Regions from separate parts of the Gossypium hirsutum genome. Here region 2 is linked to region 1. A link is a contact called in public Hi-C data. All regions are on one chromosome and are shown on one strand. Each heading gives the region's core, a stretch centred on a gene start, on an enhancer-like site or on the middle of the called end of the contact. The rest is flanking DNA. Distances are from core to core; before and after follow the strand shown. Region 1 holds the start of LOC107909637 (serine/arginine-rich splicing factor RSZ21). Region 2 has its middle 54 kb from the start of LOC121215068.

What was found. A called contact is a pair of places that touch in the nucleus more often than the background predicts.
Region 2: a contact with region 1 is called in a Hi-C map of leaf, with 2.6 times the contacts expected there. The contact joins the enhancer-like site here to the promoter of LOC107909637 in region 1. A contact is called at or near these places in 7 of 34 Hi-C or Micro-C datasets (callus, hypocotyl and leaf).

Annotation. Positions count from the first base shown.
Region 1 is chrD02:61,470,729-61,475,233 of Gossypium_hirsutum_v2.1, reverse strand. LOC107909637 (serine/arginine-rich splicing factor RSZ21) reads left to right here and starts at 3,135. Exons shown (of 6, transcript XM_016837250.2): 1 at 3,135-3,274; 2 at 3,458-3,567; 3 at 3,834-3,922; 4 at 4,386-4,505. The coding sequence starts at 3,479.
Region 2 is chrD02:61,731,980-61,736,363 of Gossypium_hirsutum_v2.1, reverse strand. No RefSeq gene overlaps it. Among protein-coding and RNA genes, the nearest start is that of LOC121215068, 54 kb to the left of the region's middle. Within about 2 kb of position 1,438, at least 4 of the 9 cell types and tissues checked have an H3K27ac peak or open chromatin away from gene starts, as enhancers often do. A contact at or near this core is called in hypocotyl and leaf, where this site is marked.

The DNA.
Region 1 (4,505 bases), core at 1,886-4,385:
ATTTTTTGTATTTTTTTTAAAATTTTAAAGCTGGACAAAATTTAGTGTTTACACTACTATAGCGACATAAATAAATCAGTTAATATTCATTTTTATGAACAAATGAGCTGCTTAAAACAATATGTAACTTATGTAATCAAAACTTAAAAATATGACCATCTCAAATATTTAAAACCATATATCAAGCTGATTTAATATTTAAAGATGTACCTTTTTTTTCTACGTTGAGTCTTGACGATTTTATCAAGAAGTAAAAAAATTAAACTCCAGTAGTAGACTTTGAATCCAGTCAAAATCTATTAATAGCAAACTTTGAGAGTGAATCTTTTTTTCCAGGTGTACAATAGGTACATAACCAATGACTTTTCATACATAAGTTTTCTGTATTGCAAGTTCTCATCAGTAATATTTTTCCATGTAACTTTAATTGAGAACTTATTCTGAATACTGTAGATTTATACAAACAATTTTTTTTAAAAAAACTTTCAACTTTAGGTGCATCTAACCATAACGAGCTTTAGATAGAATTAGCATATTCTATTGCTCATAAGTAGATCTTTCACAGTTAAATATTTTGCTTTCAACTCTTTAACGGGGATGATGACAAAAGATCACAAAGATAGTCACAATTAATTCAATTTAATAACAAGATTAATCAATAACTTGATCCTCCCTTTTTTCATCATTTCAAAATAGATATTTGTAGCAATAATGATTCATATGAAATATAATCTTTTTTTCATTCACAATCTCAATATGATTTCCATTATAATGAATATCTTTTAGAACTAATGTATTAACCATCACAAATTTTGTGCTTTTTAGATATTGATATATTAGCTCTTCTGGTGCTTTCAACTAATTTTGTACTATCAAATGTTGGAATAATATTTGTTTGTTTCAGTACCAAATAAGATAAATATTTTCTATCTGGAATGATAGAATTCATTACTACATTCTCAAATCCTTCCTCAAATAATATTAACAGAAACAAAATATTTGGGCATATGCCACATATGTGACCAATAATATTTCATATCACATTGATAACATAAGTTATCTTTGCCCTTTGAAGAGTTATTTTGAAAACTCTCATTGTTCTCTTATTTATAACTATGTTCCTGCTTTTAGTGGTCCATGATTATTTCTTTTATTTTATTTATATTTGCATTCACTTCGAGGAATATAACAAATCTAGTAGGACAGACTTCTAAATACCTCCATTGATTCTTTATTTCATAATCACCATCGCGAACCTACATGGATTTCAAATCAAAATCTATCTATTCATGTTCGTCATGACTAGTCTCCAATTATAATAAATAAATCATAGTAAAATATAACTGAAGATCTTTAACACCATCGTCGTCACTTTGGCTATTATCACGTGCACTATTACAAGTACTAAAATGACTATGCTTTCATAAGAATATACTACATATAACTTATAGAATCTTATGATGCTCTAATAAATTATTTGTATTTTATAATTCAATCTAAAATATATAATCCAATCATTCATCAATAACAAAAAAAAAAAATTCTCTTTAAAGGGGACCAATATCACAAAAACTTATATTTTGTATCGACAATTAAAGTATATTTAAACAATCATTTAAAAACAATATATTATAAAGTTTTATTAGTAACCCTTATGAACCCATCAATATTAATATAAGTTAATAATTTGATCAGACTTAAAAAAATAAAAAAATAATCATACCTCAAAAAACAAAAAAATGAAGCTCCTTACCAATTTAAATTGTGCTTTATAAATCTAAAATTCATGCTGAGATCAAAATTTTTTTCACCATCCAAAGCAACGGACTAAAGTGTCCATCTTGGTGTTGAGCCTCTTAGTGTATACTCAAACCTTCCATTCGGAGTAATATTATTTTACCAACTTTAATAAGAAGTAAAACAAGTTAATTAAAAAAATCTCAAATTAATTTAATTTAATTGAAAATTAATCTAGATATAAAACACTAAATAGATGAAAACTTCCTGCAAAGAGTTGCAAACAACAACAGGCTAAAGACAACAAGTAATGGAGAATGAGGGAAGTAAGCGCTCAATTTGAATAGCAATCGGCAACAATAAATAGACATTTGAAGAAGCAAAGGAGCCAACGAAACAGAAAAATAAAAGTAATTTTAGTGGTTAGAGGTTGAATTTTGGTATTTTGGATGAGGCTTAATGGTTCGCAAAGTTGCCGTTGATTTAATCCACAATTAAGATATTTAGAAGAGAATCGTATTGATAACATGTTATAAAATAAAAGACAGAGAATAAAGAACAAAGAGAATAGAAGAGCAAAGAGAGAGCGTATTTTTATTGATCAATCGAGGTATTTACAAAGCTTCTCCAAAGTCTTTATTTATAGGCATAAGAAGTATAAATGAAGTAGAGATCTATTTCTAATCACTATTAGAATTTAAAGTATATCAAAGCTTATCTTGATCTTGATGGACACCCGCTTAATAAGATATTCATAATAATTTCTTCTTATTTCAAAATTTAAATGGTTATTGTAAAATGGTTTGAAGGATAATATTTAGGGTTGAATAGTAATATCAATATTGAGTAAATTGAGTTTTTTTAAAATATAGAAAAAAATTAGTTCTTTTTAGTTTTAAAAAACGAGCAATTAAAGATAATTAATCATGATTCTCACATTTTTATCAATTTATTCAATTTTTGATTGGTATAATAGTCATCAATGTTTACACATTTTGTCAAAAAAATTTCTAATTCTAAAAAATTAAACAAATATAGCTATCAACATGAACACATTTTATAAAGTTGATCTTCATTCTATTTTTTTTGATTTGGTGAGAGTAAATTTATTGGATTCTTAAAATTATGACCGAAATGATAAAATTTATAAATGTTGAAGGTTAATTTTATTATTATACCAATTAAAGGTAGGGTAAATTGGTGCAGTGATTAATTACTTAGACACTCGACTTTAGTCAAAACAAAACTCACCAAACTTGATATATTAAATCTTGCTAAGTTTTTCTTTTATGACTTAGAATCTAAAACTTGATGTAAATGAAGATTTGTACTTTTCCATTGGATTTGTTGAGAGGCCCAATACTATAGAAAGGCCAAGGCCTTGTACAATATTAATTAGCAAAGCGGAACCTTTTCATTTTATAGGGTTGTTTATTCTTCGAGGGTTATAGGATTGGCTACCGCAGAACCAAATTGATCAATCGAAGTTTCATCTCTCTTTCTTCTATCCTGCAAACCCTATAGAAATTTCCTCAAGGTAACCTAACCCCTACTCTCTATCTCCTCCTCCGTCTATAATTTCGATTCCTTCGATAATTTGCAAAACCCCTAATTTATCTATGATGTATCTATAACGAGCTTTGATGGCTATTCAAAACCATTAGATTTTCCGTTTTTGTGATTTTATTCACTTTTCCTAATTAATTTGTTATTGTTTAAGGTGTGCAGTGATTTTACGAGAATGTCTCGGGTCTATGTTGGGAATTTGGATCCTCGGGTCACTGAGAGGGATCTCGAAGACGAGTTTAGGATTTTTGGCGTTCTCCGCAGGTATTTTTATTTTTATTTTGTGAATGAAGGGGATAAAGTGTATTTTGATAGGGACCTGGGTGTTTTTCTTTGGGTTAAATTTATTTGCCACTCTGAAGATTGTCAGGTTTTGCTAGCTTTAATTGATTATTTAGTTTGTTCGTCAATATCATACAAGATGAACTTGCTTTCCTGCATTTGAAAGAAGCTTTAAAATAAAAATAAAAAAAATAATAAAATGCTGTTTGTGCTATTGATTGATTTATGTTTTGATGAAATGAATCCAGTGTATGGGTAGCTCGAAGGCCTCCTGGGTATGCGTTTATTGAGTTTGATGATCGCAGGGATGCTATTGATGCAATTCGTGAACTGGATGGTGTGTATACTCTTTTTTCTAGTGTTTATTTCTTTCATTTGTTGTATTACTCTTACATGCTTGAATTATGGTGGTTCTCTACTCGAATACCCTTATATAAGTTGCCCTATTCATTAGTTTTTGCTTGATTATTTATGTTGCCCTCACTTATATGCTGCATATGCTTCTAATTTGGTGAGTGTTGAGCTTTCATTTGAATGCTAGAGAGATCTCCTAACCGGTTTAAGTATTTTAATGATTTTCTTTTATATTTCAAGAAGTTGCTATTGTTTTCTGGTTGTCTGCAGCCAGTTGCTTTAGTGGTTTGGTGTAATCTGATTGTTTATTCCAAAAAAATAATTCTAAGTTTGTGCATTTGGCTCTTAGTTCTTTTGGTTCCTTAGATTCAAATGACATTTCTGATCTATGTTGCTTTATTGACCATTTCTAGAATTTTCTAACTATATCCTTTTTCTCACTTAAGGAAAAAATGGTTGGCGTGTGGAACTTTCTCATAATTCAAAAGGTGGTGGAGGCCGTGGTGGGCGCCGTGGTGGGGGTGAGGATTTAAAGTGTTATGAGTGTGGTGAGCCTGGTCACTTTG
Region 2 (4,384 bases), core at 189-2,688, 260 kb before region 1:
CTAAAAAAAAAAACTTTACTGATGTCATGCACGCTTGATTCGAATTTAAATTAATTTTTTAATAATTTTATTTAAATTTAATTATAAAATATATTAATATTAATATAAAATTATGTATTTATTATTTTGTAAACAATGATATGAACTTTTTGAATTGATTAACCTAAGTTTGAAATTTTTAAAAAGGTGAAGTTGTCACCTAATTTCTAGTAATGATTTGGATTCGTTGAAAGCTATTTTTGTTTTAGCTCAAAATTTTTCAATATTTAATAATAATAATATTGAATTTTAATTAAATGCAAAATCAAACTCAAATCTCTAATGGAAAATAAACTATCTTAATGCTGCTTTTTAATCTATAAAACTCAAAGTTGTATTTAAACGCTCCAACTCCTCTATAACTAATTAGTTGTTGACACAAAATCAACGTACTTGGAACCAAAACATATCTCCATCGATTTCCTGAAGACACGGTATCCCAATAAATGGAACGATTTGTACGCTATTAGGCACTAGCTAGACAATGACAAAGATATGGCTAATCATAAGTGGAGAAAATAGCTAAGGAGGGAGTGGAGTTGAGTGGAATAATTAGTGTCCAAAATCCTTACCCTGGGGATAGGGCAGTGGCCACTCATCAAAATAGTGAATAGAAATGAAAAAATGCTGATGAAGTTGGGAGGGTAACTAAGTTAAGACATCATGTGCAAGCATGTGAAATTGGTTCCCACCACTAGATCCAGCTCAAACCCAATCAGTCCCTCACCACCTCACTCACACTCATTTCATCACATTCATTGCCCCACCACCTAGCCCTTACCTGGTCAACTCACCCAAATGAACACCAATCTGCGGAGCCAATTGTCCATGATTCCCCCCCTTGTTCGCACCAAGTCAATAAATCACCCCTTTATCCGTTAATATGCCTAATACCTTGATTAAATTTGAATCAAATAATAATGAATTTTAAAAAAAATAATGGTGTTGGTGTATGGGTTTAATAAATGGAGGAGACACAGAAGAGGGAGGGGTGGTCTTAGTGGAGGCCGGTTCATTTAATTTGAACAAAGAGTCGAAGGTTGAAACAAGCAAGAAGGTTGAGATAGCAAAGGATTGTTTTGGAGGTAGTAACAGGGCTAGATTGAGGATTGATCCCTTCTTCATCATTTCAGGGTATATATAAGAGAGGTTCAGTATTAGGTGAGATTAATGTGGCGGGTCTGTTATTAGACCATCATTGAGAGACGTGTGAGAAGGATTTTTGTGATGAAACGCATATGGTCATTCCATATGATCCCTGAAGTAGAGTGGTTAGACCAACGTGAGATTTGGTGGCCTAAGGAATCACGTTTTGAACAAGAGAACAAGTGATTGTTTGCCTCACGGGAATGATCCATTCTGGTAAGGCAAAAAGTTGACTGGGGTCAAGCCTTCGGGACCATCAGTCCCTTGGTGATTGGCTAGTAACAAGTGAAGTGACATTCTCCAAATAGCTTACTATGCTATCACGTATCACAGTCCGAAAAAATATAACAAATGGAGTATAACTTAACCCAATTAAATTTCCCCGATCCCTACTTCTCTTTTTCTATGCATATATATGTAATTATTAAATCAAATTACAACTCCATTTAAAGCACAAGGATTACTCGAGTAAGCAGAAATAATGCAGAAACATGTATCAAGTAGTCATATGCACCCCTTATGATTTATTTTGTGTACAAAATCCTTAGTGATAGGGGGTTATGGTAACATGGGTCTCTTTCAGTGAACAACAAAATATTTTGGGGGATAATTTTACTTTTTCATTTCTTTCCAGCTTTAAGAAGCAAAAGGAATGAAGATGGGGGGAGGTTTATTTTCCATTTAGTGGCCTAGGGACCCCAAACATAGAATGTGTTTCAATTAAGATACATAATCTTGCACACCCAGACTCACTGTGTGTTGGCCAATAATATAGCACAAAAATTATTGGATAGTGATGTAACATTACTTTCCTCAATAAAATATCGGAGGTATGTTTAATTCTAGGGGGAAAAAGTACTCTTTACATCTTACAAGCTTCACCTTCCCTCCAAATAAGGTGCTAGTTATTATTTTATACGCTGCAAGATATTATGTGGTTTAAAGATCAAAATGTCTTAGTTTTGCATATAATAGTGGTTATATTGGAGAAAACAAATGATATATGTCTACTGTATTTCTATTTTACAAATTATAAACTCAGAAAATTAATTATGTTACATATAGACCCTTCATTTTTAAATTATTTACTAGATATATAAACCATGTGTTGTAGTGGGCATGATATCAAATTTATTAAAATGATATTTTATAATACTTTTAAATGATAAAAAAGTAAGAAAAATTAAAACTTTCCACAAAATTGAATTATTAGAATATGTCAATCAGTTAGCATTGATAATTTTTGACAAAACATTATTATATTTATGTGATACAAACACAATGCGGTAAAAATAATTAAACACAAAACAAATAAGATGATAGAAATACAAGAATGTGTAAAATTTACATAAAGAATTATTAAAATGTCAAGGTTTATATAAATATGCCTCAAATACATTTATGATAGACAATTGGCATAATGGCAAAAATTGCCCTCAACGTTTATTTTTTAGACAATTCGATCTTTAATTTTTTTTTGGAACAATTTTGTCTTCATTGTTCCATTTTCGAGTCAAATTACTTATTTATTAACGAAAAAAGTAACGGTGTTGGTATGATGTGACACCACATAAAATTTAATAAAATAAATAATTAAATTAAATTAAATTAAAAAAAAAAAAGCAAAAGCCTCCCCAGACTAAAAATCTAAAAAAAAAAAAAGAAACAAAGTAAATAATAATAAAAAGTAAAGCAATTCGTTAAACTGGAGTAACTTTGCCCAACCTAGTTTATTCTAAAATCAAATCTTCCTTTGTTTCATTCAGGTTTTACTTTGTTGGCGGAAAGAAAATTAGAAAATTAGAAGGATATGAAAACTATAATTTTTCTTTTCATAGGTATGTTTGATAGAAGAGATGTAAAAATTAAAAAAAAAATTACTTTTTCTTTTCATCTATTGCTTGGTAGAGTTGAAAAATTGAAGGAAAGAAAATAAAACATTCAAAAAATGCATAAGTTTGAACTAACACACACATCTCATTTTCTCTCCTCCCATCTTTCCAATTCGAAATGATTGATTTTTATGCATTAGGATAGAAAATGATCCTCTCTCTTATTTTATTTCCTCTCACTTTTCTTCTCAACCAAACATACTGAAATTTTATTTTTCTTCCATTTTTCAATTCCCTCCTCCCATCTCTCCTTTCACCCAATCAAGCACACCCTTATGCTTTGCTTGGTTGAGAGGAAAGTAAATTAGAAAGATGGAAAATTGAGGGGATAGAAAACTAAAATGATATAAAACATAATTTTTCTTTCCATAAGTATGCTTGGTTGGAGAAATGGAAAGAAAATTACTTTTTCTTGCCATCCATTGCTTAGTAAATGTGAAAAATTGAAGGAATAGAAAATAAAACCTTTGAAAAATGCATAACTTTGAAGTAGCATGCACATCTCTCTCATTTTCTCTTCCCTCATCATTCCAATTTGGAAGGATTGATTTTTATGTATTAGGATGAAAAATGATCTCACCTCCTATTTTCCTTCCTTTCACTTTTCCATCTAACCAAGCACACCTTTAAACTTACAAAGAGTAAAAATTACATAAAGAGCAACCAGTTAATTGAACAGAAGGTAACTGAATTTTGTAAAAAAGAAACTATTATTCATTATTCAATTGATTGTTTTGGAAAATTTTTTGTGCTTTTGTTGGAGGCTCATTTATATTGTTTATGAGTAAGAGTTTAAAACCCTAAAACTCTAACCCCAATTTTGTCATCCTACGAGTATATGTTTGGTTTTTTACTCAGAATAGTTTAGGATTTCTATAGTTGATATAAACCCTAAATTAGTGTTGAGTGTTTTTCTTTCATTTCTCATTGACTCGAGCTTTAGCCGTGAGAGGGATTAAAATCCCCAACTTCACTTATGACTTCTCTATTCCTAATGGGCCACATAGGCTGAGCGACACTAGTGATGGCAGCTTCCAGCTCCCCCTCCTTGCTTTGGAAGTTGGATTCTATTTTCCCCTAAATTCATTCTTCTTTCATCTTCTTCAAGAGTATAAGATCGCTCCCAGTCAACTTTGCGGGTTTTCTTGGTCGATCGACTTACTTCATCAACTACTGCCGACACAACGAAGTGCCACAGCTTGTAGTTTTCCAACGTTTATATCTATTAAAGGCCTAGAACCGAGGGAATTTATTGGGCTTCTACTATTTCCCTCATCACGAATAGGTCGAGACTATAATCGCCAATT